Regions from separate parts of the Sus scrofa genome. Here region 2 is linked to region 1. The links are chromatin contacts, called in public HiChIP or PLAC-seq maps. All regions are on one chromosome and are shown on one strand. Each heading gives the region's core, a stretch centred on a gene start, on an enhancer-like site or on the middle of the called end of the contact. The rest is flanking DNA. Distances are from core to core; before and after follow the strand shown.

The links. HiChIP or PLAC-seq counts read pairs in DNA pulled down with a chosen protein or histone mark.
Region 2: a contact with region 1 is called in an H3K27ac HiChIP or PLAC-seq map of alveolar macrophages. The contact joins two enhancer-like sites. A contact is called at or near these places in 1 of 5 promoter capture datasets (fetal liver) and 2 of 2 datasets of contacts at active chromatin or transcription factors (alveolar macrophages and skeletal muscle).

The regions. Positions count from the first base shown.
Region 1 is chr1:113,450,802-113,455,603 of Sscrofa11.1, forward strand. It overlaps LIPC (lipase, hepatic), which reads right to left. Exons shown (of 9, transcript NM_001143714.1): 6 at 2,209-2,454. The region is part of intron 1 of LOC102158936 (a long non-coding RNA gene); the gene reads left to right. Among named protein-coding and RNA genes, the nearest start is that of LIPC, 130 kb to the right of the region's middle. Within about 2 kb of position 2,045, at least 38 of the 83 cell types and tissues checked have an H3K27ac peak or open chromatin away from gene starts, as enhancers often do. A contact at or near this core is called in alveolar macrophages, where this site is marked.
Region 2 is chr1:113,588,614-113,593,415 of Sscrofa11.1, forward strand. The region is part of intron 4 of LOC102158936 (a long non-coding RNA gene); the gene reads left to right. It also overlaps a transcript of LIPC not described here. Among named protein-coding and RNA genes, the nearest start is that of LIPC, 7.3 kb to the left of the region's middle. Within about 2 kb of position 2,013, at least 2 of the 83 cell types and tissues checked have an H3K27ac peak or open chromatin away from gene starts, as enhancers often do. A contact at or near this core is called in alveolar macrophages, where this site is marked.

The sequences.
Region 1 (4,802 bases), core at 795-3,294:
GACCCAAGTGTTGTCTTCAAGGGACTCGTCTGTCTTCCTGGGACAGCAGTAGCATGCCGCATGTGACAGGCAGGGTCTCTTGCTACCTGGGCTCAACGGATGCCTGAAGAATAAATAGTGGCTGAGCACACTGCCCTTGGCAGCTGCTGGATGAGATGCTGCTGCCCTAATGTGGTTCCTTGGTCCTGCCTTACAGGCGGGGGGTCCCTGTGAGTTCCCACGAGCAGTGTGTGGTGATTGGGCATCAGGGGTCCTTGGCATGGGGAGAAAATCAGCCTGGCTTGTGCCCGCTGCTCCTCCTTCCCCCTCTTCCTCTCCCAAGGCTCGCATCCGCCCCCATCTCCACGCCCCCAGTGGCTCTCCTCCAGCGGGACCCAGGACTGAGTTCCTCATTTCAGAGGCACAGCCCTGCCCTGGAAGGTGAAAAAGGACGCTCTTTCTTTCTAGCTGATCCCAGGGCAAAAGCAAGACCCGCTACACACACACACACACACACACACACACACACACACACACACACACACACACGACGACCCCCCCCCCCGCCCCGACACACACCCTCCTCCCTCCCTTGCCTCCACAGTCAGACCAGGGGTGGCTCACTGAGGTAAAAAAAAATCACTTGACTTCTGATTTGGAGGCCTGAGTCTAAATGCTGGCTCTGGCAGGAATTCCCTTGGTATCCTGGGCAAATGATTTTCTCTCATCTGTGCCTTGGTTTCCATGTCTGGGACATGATGGAGTTGAACCGTTTCTCCAAACAATAACATTCCAGGATTAAAGTCTATCCAGTGAAATCTGATTATGCAAGAAACTTAATCACTCCAGGTGGTTCCACCATTTAAAAGAGGAGCTGGTTAACCCAAATGAGTGTCTAATTGGCAGCCTGTGGCGGGGGAGCTCCCCAAAGCGAAGCGGGGAGGCCTTCCAAATTCCTTCACCTGCTCCAAGGCCTCAGGCTCCTCCACCCACTCAAGGACAGACAGCTGAGGGCACCCTCTGCCCCTCAGGCAAGAAAGATTCTGCCCTCATTCCAAGGGCTCTCAGAAGCTATCAGCTGCTCAAGCCAACTTCTGTCATTCCTGGGACTCATGGAGGGGAAATGTGGCTGGAGAGCAGTAAGTTCAGATAAACAGAGGAACCTAACATACAAGCCACCTGGGAGCTTGAACTTGGGAGTGCAGTCATGGAAGAAACGCTGGCCTGGCAGTCAGAGGGCAGCTGGGTCCTAGGCCATGTGGCCAGGTCACTGAACCCCAGCTTGGTTTTCCTCTTCTTTACCCTGGGACTGTAACCAACTCTGCCAGCCTGGCTTGGCTGTGGTGGGCACCATGAGGCCCAGGCTGCATCTAATGTTTGGTGTAAAATGCTGCACAAATGCAAAGCAGTGCTGACTGTGTTCATGTCTGTAGCTGCAAATACCTGCACAGTAATAATCACACAGCGCTGTGCTCCTCCCCCAGCTTCGAGTATGTGCTGTTGAAACTAGAAGATGCTAAATCACTCTCGAGCTGTTTTAAGGATTAGGCAGAAATGTTAATGGCAACAGATGTTGGCTTGTTCCCTGTAGGAGGATTTAGGCTGAGGGGAAGTAGTACTGCTGGCTTCAGCCCAAATCATGGCCAAGCCCTTTCTCTGACCTACTGTTCAACCCGGAGAGCAGAATGGGTGTGGTTTCTGCCCCGAGGTTGAGAAGCGGAACTTCATCTAGGGCTGGCCTGAATAGGACAATGATCTCTCGCAAGAAGAGCTGATTCAAACTTGAGGGGAAATGAGGAACCTCAAATGCAGCCTGCAGCCCAAGTTTCTCCTGGCAGCCCCGGCAGAGATGAAAGCGCTGGGTTCTCGTGGGTTTGCAGACACCCCCAGGGCCCTGTACAGTGAGTGAGACCTGGTTGGTCAAGGTAGTTGCTCAAGGCCTTCTGGATCTAACATTCTGGGACACCATGGAAATGGATGAAGACAAGCCAACCCCAGGATTGTCCCAGAAAGTATCACGCTTCCTCCTTCCGCACTTGGCAGCGAGGTGGCCACATTCTTGGAGAGTGAGAGAGTGGCTGTGTTGACAGCACAGTCTAGAATCGGTGCAGTGTCCAAAACACTCAAAGAGCAGAGCCTGAAGTCGCTCCAGGAAAAGACTTCAGGGAGCTCTGGCACCTTCGGACAGATGGCTACACCCTGGCCTTCTGAAGGCTCTCCCGCACTCACCTTTGAACGGGGGCTGGGCTCGAGTCATCAGGAAGAGGCTCTTGCTCTTCTTGCTCTGCTGCTCCTGGTGGGTGTAGTAACCCAGCGTGGTGCAGCGGCCCTTCTTGCAGCTCAGGCACAGGCCCTGGCTGAAGCTGTCCATGTCCTTGCACAGGTAGGCCGTGCTCTGCATGCCGGGGTGCAGCACGGAGTCGATGAACAGGTGCACTGACCGCTCGTGGGCACATTTGATGGTCCGGGTGATGGCTGGAACACAGGACAGGAGGGACATTATTGCCCCTTGGCCCGGAGGGTTGCCTCATTTCTTAGGGCAGAGAAATAGCACATTGAGAAGGAGGAGATTGCAGAGGTCAAGCCTCTGATGACAGTGGATGTGACAACTGAAAGCTCCACAAAGAGTAAACCCGTGGAAGCCACAGGGTAGAGGCATAATCCCAGGCTCTGAGGGGCTGCTGTATGTTACAGTAGGTGTTTTAATAGGAGCCCCAAGTCACTAAGAATATAATGAATTCTTTGAGCAAGTGGGATAGTGTAATTCATTTCAGAAATATTTTAGTCTCATATGGTTAAAAATGCACAAGTGCAGAGTTTCCACTGTGGCTTAGCTGGTTAAGAACCTGACATAGTGTCTTGGAGGAGGTGGATTCAATCTCTGGCCTTGCTCAGTGAGTTAAGGATCTGGTGTTGCCACAAGCTGTGGTGTAGGTTGCAGCTCAGATCTTGTGTTGCTGTGGCTGTGGTGTAGGCCTACAGCTGCAGCTCCGATTCAACCCCAAGCCTGGGAACAGCTATATGCTGCAGGTGCGGCTGTTAAAAGAAAAAAAGTACACAAGTGCGGATGCTTTAGGGGCCAGTTATCAGAACAGGCTTGTATGGAATGCCTCTGAATGAAGTTGGGTAAACCAATGCTCAGGCACGCTTGGGACGTGGCTAATGGTCTGATGAGAGCCGAGGCCTCCCCTGCCACGTCCCAAGGGAGCCAGTGCATGCCTGAGGTAAGTGGCCTGTGACACTAGCAGGGGGATTGGCTTGTAGAAGGACATGCCCCAATGATAAGGTCTGAATGGGCCTAACTCCAAACAGCAAGTTGAGGAGGTTTATCAACCAAAGCTTTTGACCTTTGGGGTGGGGTTTGTTTTGGGGTCTCTAAATCTTAATTTGATCTTAAGCGAAGTATGCTCTAGGAATGTTAGGAACCACCATGAGACAGGGCAAGTACCTCATGTGAAGGTGGAGTACAGGGAGCTTTGCCAGAAGCTGATTTCCCCAGGATTACTCATCTCAGTTCTTGGTGACTAGTGGCTATATTTGCTGAGTCTCCACCATGGGGCAGGCACTGCACCAACTGCCTGTCTGGATCTTTAAATCCTTGAGACAGCCATTACAAGTGAGAAAACTGAGCTTCAGGGACATTCACTAACTGACTCAAGCTCACCTAACCAGGTGGTGTTGAGGATGGTAAAGCAGTTATCTAGTGACTGAGGTAACAAACATAAGAGTGAAGAAAACTGAAAAACCACACCGCGCCCAGGGCGCGCTATGTCAACATACATGCTTTCATCAATCTGCAGTCTATCGCAAAAGAGAAAATGGCTATAGTTGGTTGGAGGTGCATTTGCCAGGCAAGGAGTTAATGAACACTGTCCTAGGGGTGTGTCAAGCTTAGGGAGGGTGCAGATCTGGGAAGAGGGCAGGAAGGTCATGGGGAACTGCTGGTGATGGGAGGGGTAGTGACTGGAGGAAGATGTCCTGATAAGAGGAAGTTCCTCAAAAGTTCTCTCAGGCGAGGGTGGGTGGAAGGCTGGGAGTCTGGCCAAAATGAGATAATGTTGGAGTGTGAAGGTCATTCTGATAGCTGAGCCCTGAAGGCAGTGGTATCATCACTAGAGGGTGTGTTCTCAGCTCAGTTTTAGATGACTGGGATGAGAAGGGAGGGTGAGGGGTGGGGGTTCTTCAGTTGGCTTAGAGTGGGTGAGTTGGCCTTTCTTTCTTTCTCTCTCTCTCTCTGTCTTTCTTTCTTTCTTTCTTTTTTTTTTTTTTGGGCTGTACCCATGGCATATGGAAGTTCTCAGGCTAGGGATCAAATTGGAGCTGCAGCTGCCAGCCTACTCATAGCCACAGCAATGCCAGATCCAAGCCACATCTGTGACCTATATTGCAGCTCATGGCACTGCTGGATTAACCCCCTGAGCGGGGACAGGGATTGAACCTGCACCCTCATGGATACTAGTCTGGTTCGTTACTGTTGAGCCATAACAGGAATGCTGGCATTCCTTAATCAGGGTGATATTTTATAATAATGAGACATTTGGAATGCCTATGAAAGGTATGGTTTCTGCTGACACTTTTGTTCTTTAATCCTGCACCTGTTATCAATGTGCACATTAATGTTGTGGTTTTAGGGTTTGAGAGAGAAGTGGGATCACAACACAGATAATGCCACATTCAGTTTCTGCCCTGAGATGAAGGAAGTCACAAGGACCTATTTAGAGCTGGACTTTGCCCTGTAGGGTTAGCGGGAGCAGCCTTAGACCAGGGATCAAGAAACCATGATCTAGGAGTTCCTGTTTGTGGCTCAGCTGGCTGAGAACCTG
Region 2 (4,802 bases), core at 763-3,262, 140 kb after region 1:
GAGCCCTTAAGCCCTGAATTTTCTCAGGCCTGCACTGAACTTTCTTTCCTACCCATCAACCCTCCACTGTCAAGATGAAATTTACAAAGTTTGCAGGCTCAAACATTGGAAAATGACTACCTTCCCCCACGTCTGATTGGGACCACCAGGCTGCCACCAGGAAATTGACCAAACATTTGTTAGGTCACAGATCCATCTGTGTGGACATTCTTGTACCTTGCGGTAACATTACAAAAACAAGTAGAGACAGTTCTTTGAGTTGGCTTGGGGATGTCCTTATTAGGAAAGGCGTTGGGGGAGAGGGAGAGGGAGTGGGAAGAACTGGGAGTTTGGGGTTAATAGATGCAAACTATTGCATTTGGAGTGGATGAGCTGTGAGATCCTGCTGTATAGCACAGGGAACTATATCTAATCACTTGTGATGGAACATGATGGAGGGTAATGTGAGAAAAAGAATGTATATATATTTATATATATATATGACTGAGTCACTTTGCTGTACAGCAGAAATTGACAGAACATTGTAAATCAACTATAGTAAAAAATAATAAAAATCTAAAAAAATAAACAGAAAAGAAAAGGGGTTGGCCTGGAGCCTAACCTTTTCCTTATCTGCTTTTTTGTTTTTCTTTAAGACAAGCAAACAAATGAAAGGTGAAAATAAGGTTGCAGATGGTGTTTTAGACTATTTGAAAGAATGAAATGTGTCAAGCATTTTCAAGCAGATATTCATCCAAGATCATCCCACCTGCATTGATTTAACCTTTGCAGATTCAGGTCTTCATGGGCTCTGCCTCTGACTAGTTGTGTGACCTTGTGCAAATAGTGTAACCTCTCTTTGCCTCAGTTTTCTCATCTGTAAAATGGAAGTGTGAGAATGAAACATTATCACATGCAATGTGCTTGTAACAACTCTTGGCACAATCAGAGCTCATTTGATTTTTGTTAACAAGTGAGATAAAAATTACTTCCTCTGACGGGTGGGAAAACTGGGACTCTGAGGTTCCTTGTATAAGGCCACAGCTAATTATGTGGACTGGATCTAAGGACTTCTGGGTCCATGTAAACTCTGATACTCTCTCCTTCCCAAAGTCTAAAGTGAATTGCACAGGGGCCAAGAGCCGAGATCTCCTTCTACGTTTAATTGTATGTTTCCTGCTCTGTGGTAGCCCATTTATTCTCCCCATCGGAATTTCAGCTGGTTTGTGAGACAATGAAAGAAAGAAGGAAAGGAAGAAAGAGAAAGAAAGAAAGAAGGAGAGAAAGAAAAAACCAGGGCTGCCTTTTTTGTGACTGGATACTCTGGAATAATAATGCATTTTATGATTTTAGTAGTTCCAGTATTATGGAAACTTTTTTTTCTCTATTTGCATTATGCTTGGAAGCAGAAGGAAGGAAAGATGTAAGGTGGCTTTAAACAGCCAGATAGACATGGACCTTTGCTGGCTCCTTCAAGTTTGACAAGGGCTTTCTCCCCTGTGGGAAAGAGGTGGGCATAGAATAGGCTCTGTGCCTGAGTTCTCCAGCGGCTTCGGGACGTGATTAGGCTTGGTGAGGGGTGATCATGCTGGGCTCTTCTGGGAGACCAACCAAGCTATGAACTGAATGGGCTGATTGCAGTAACTGAAGGGCACAGTTTGGGAAGGTGGGCCATCAGCGTAGCAGCTCTGTTTCTCTGGGCCCCAGTGCTTCTGACTATGAGATAGCCAGGGGCACTGTCCTTGTTCTGGGTATCAGGCAGGAACGGGGCTCCACTCAGATCAAAATGCCCCAGTCCTCTCTACAGCAGCTTGTGGTTGGTCCGTGTCACATGCTCATCTCACCAAAGATTTCTGAAGTTAGCAAGTGAAGTCCTTGGCTGCAAAAAATCAGGACTGGTTCCCAGTGTCTACTTTAAGTGCTGCCAGTGGCTTATATTTTTCCATAGGGTATCTTGCTGTCATGGTTAGTCATCAATTCCTAGACAGGCTTAGAAGTCAGGGGTTAATAGTTCAGGGGCCAACTCCCAAAGACGCCAGACTGTGTGATGTCATCGAAACCTCAGGAACCTATGATGACGCATGTATGATTATGCCCTTTATAGAGAGAGGAAAACTGAGGCTTTGGGAGGTTACTGAGTTGTCCAAATCCATATTCTAGTAAGTGGTGGAATAAAATCTGAATTACGTTTGTCTAACTCACAAGCACACACAACAAAAGTAGTTTTACCAGGTGTAGTAGGAAATGGCTGTGAGAGCTTTGTGGATCTAAGGTTAAAAAAATGGAATTGAGTTGTGCTTTTGCCCTCTGATAAAGATGTAGATCATGTGTTTATTATTAATGTTATTTTCAGAACAAATGTTCTCAAGCCTTTTCTCAGCTATTTAATGGAAAGAGCCTAAAACACTTAGCCCATGAAACAGAGCAGAAGATAGAAATAATGGAGACATAATGGTGGTGATACCGGAAAAATGATACCGGAATCCGGGTTCTTGTTCACGGCAGTCGAAGAATGAACTCTGGGAACACACATGCAGCAAGCAAGCAAAGGCTTGTTAAAGGAAAGCAAATAGCTCCCAGGGCTGCTGGGAGGGGGAGAAGAGCCCCCACTCTCTATTGTCCCATAGGAGTTTTTATTCCTTAAAGATGGGGGGGTACCAATGTGGGGGTCCAGAAAGATGGGGTTTTCTCCCATTGGCCTTGCTCAATTACCCATATCAGTCCTTATCCAATAGGGCTTATAGGGGTGGAAATGTCCTGTAGGTCTCATGGTTTCTTTGTCCTTTTCTTCCCATAAACTTAGTCACAGGGGATTAGAGATTAATGTCCATCTGGGCATAGGTACACTCCCTATAGTAAACAAGGCCTGTGGGGATGTTACTCCCTGGAGCCCTTAAGCAACAAATGTTAATCAATAGCCATATTAAAGAATATATCAAAGCCCATGTTTCTACACTGACTACCTGAATTAATATTCTGCCTCACTAGGATGGAATTTTATAATTTATACACAGATTAATTTTCCCAATCAACAGTAAAAAAAAAAAGACCAGCCAAGATAAGGGGACTGGAGCCTTTGCCCAGAAGTTTTGGCATGGAGATAACAGAATGTTTGACAGGAAATTGTCAGGGTGAGACTATGCTACAAAAGATCTAATTTACACACCATCACCATTTGGGTTGGGTCATGCCTAAGTCCTCCACAATGCAACCATGAGATGCTCTGACATGCTTTGATAATTCTAAGACAATTTTTTTAAAAAAGGTAAAATCATGACTCTCATTCAGAAATAAAGTTGAACATAGGGTATTTTATTTAACTTACTAATGTGGAAGCTGGTAAGGGTATTACAAGCAGTTCAAAGGAAAAGCCAAATCCCTCACAAATTTATATGGATGGGAGTTCCCTTTGTGGCTCAGTGGTTAACGAACCTGACTAGAAACTGTGAGGATGAGGGTTCAATCCCTGGCCTCCCTCAGTGGGTTAAGGATCCGCCGTTGCCATGAGCTGTAGTGTAGGCCACAGACGCAGCTCAGATCCTGAGTTGCTGTGTGGCTGTGGCATAGGCCAGCAGCTACAGCTCCGACATCTAGCCTGGGAACCTCCACACACCAAGGTGAGGCCCCCCCCCCAAAAAAAAAAATTAAAGGGATAAAGAGATGAAATGAATGGGCCAATCAAATGGAAGCACAACTAGCTTCTAGGGCAGTCAATCAAACTGTCACAGAGCAGCATGGAACCTGCATTTTGTGTTGCTGTTAGTTATCTACAAAGCACACTGTTGTAAAATGCCTCAAGGGCAATTGACAAAAGAATCAGATAACTCAGCAAGGTTGTGCTATGTGTGGACAATGCACAGGTTTCTATTGAAGTACAACATTTCCCCTGTAATTCCTATTGTTAAAAAATGATAAAGGAAGTATTTAGCTGCAGAATTTGAAGATAACAGGTAAAGGTTCCTTCAGGAGGAAAGGCTGTCTCTTGGTATTTGTCTCTTGAGTGGAGGCTTTGTGATAACAGAAAACTGGATTTCCTTGCTGCCTTCTCTCTTTTTGTTCCTATTAGCAGGCAAGTTATTTAAAATCTTTATGTCTCAGTTTCCCCACTTGAAAGTAGGGACAGTACTATTATTTTCTTTAGGGTTTGGGGGAAGAATAAGCCAGAATAATTCATGAACTGTGCCTAGCACAGTGCCCAGCAGGATACACACCAGCTATTCTTATTTTTATTGATTGTAGTCTTTCAGTGTGTTTTAATTCCTCTTGCACTTTTGTCTTCCTTCCCTTTCTCTTTTTCTGTCCGTTTAACTGACTATAATAAAGAACAGGAAATCTATTTATAGTATTTTTGAAAAAAAGTATAAATAGGGTTGATGCTTCTTGGACTTGATTTTGAAATTAACTGCGTACGTTATGCATTCCTTTGTATTAAACAAAAAAGCACACTCCAAAAAAAATTTGCTTTCTTGTTTTTGAATAATTCCCATCATCAGTTTTAGACCAGCTAATCCTGACTTTAAATTGAAAAATGTGGCTCCAGGAGTTCCCTTGTGGCTCAACAGTTTAAGGACCTGGGGTTTGTCACTGCTGTGGCTCAGTTACTGCTGTGGTTTGGATTTGATCCCTGGCCTGGGAATTTCTGCATGCCATGGGAATGGCAGAAAGAAAGAAAGAAAGAAAGAAAGAAAGAAAGAAAGAAAGAAAGAAAGAAAGAAAGAAAGGAAGGAAGGAAGGAAGGAAGGAAGGAAGAGAAAGAAAGAAAAATGTGATTCCTTTTCTCAGGTTAATGGCCAGAGAAAACAGGCTCTGGAATGGGAAAGGCC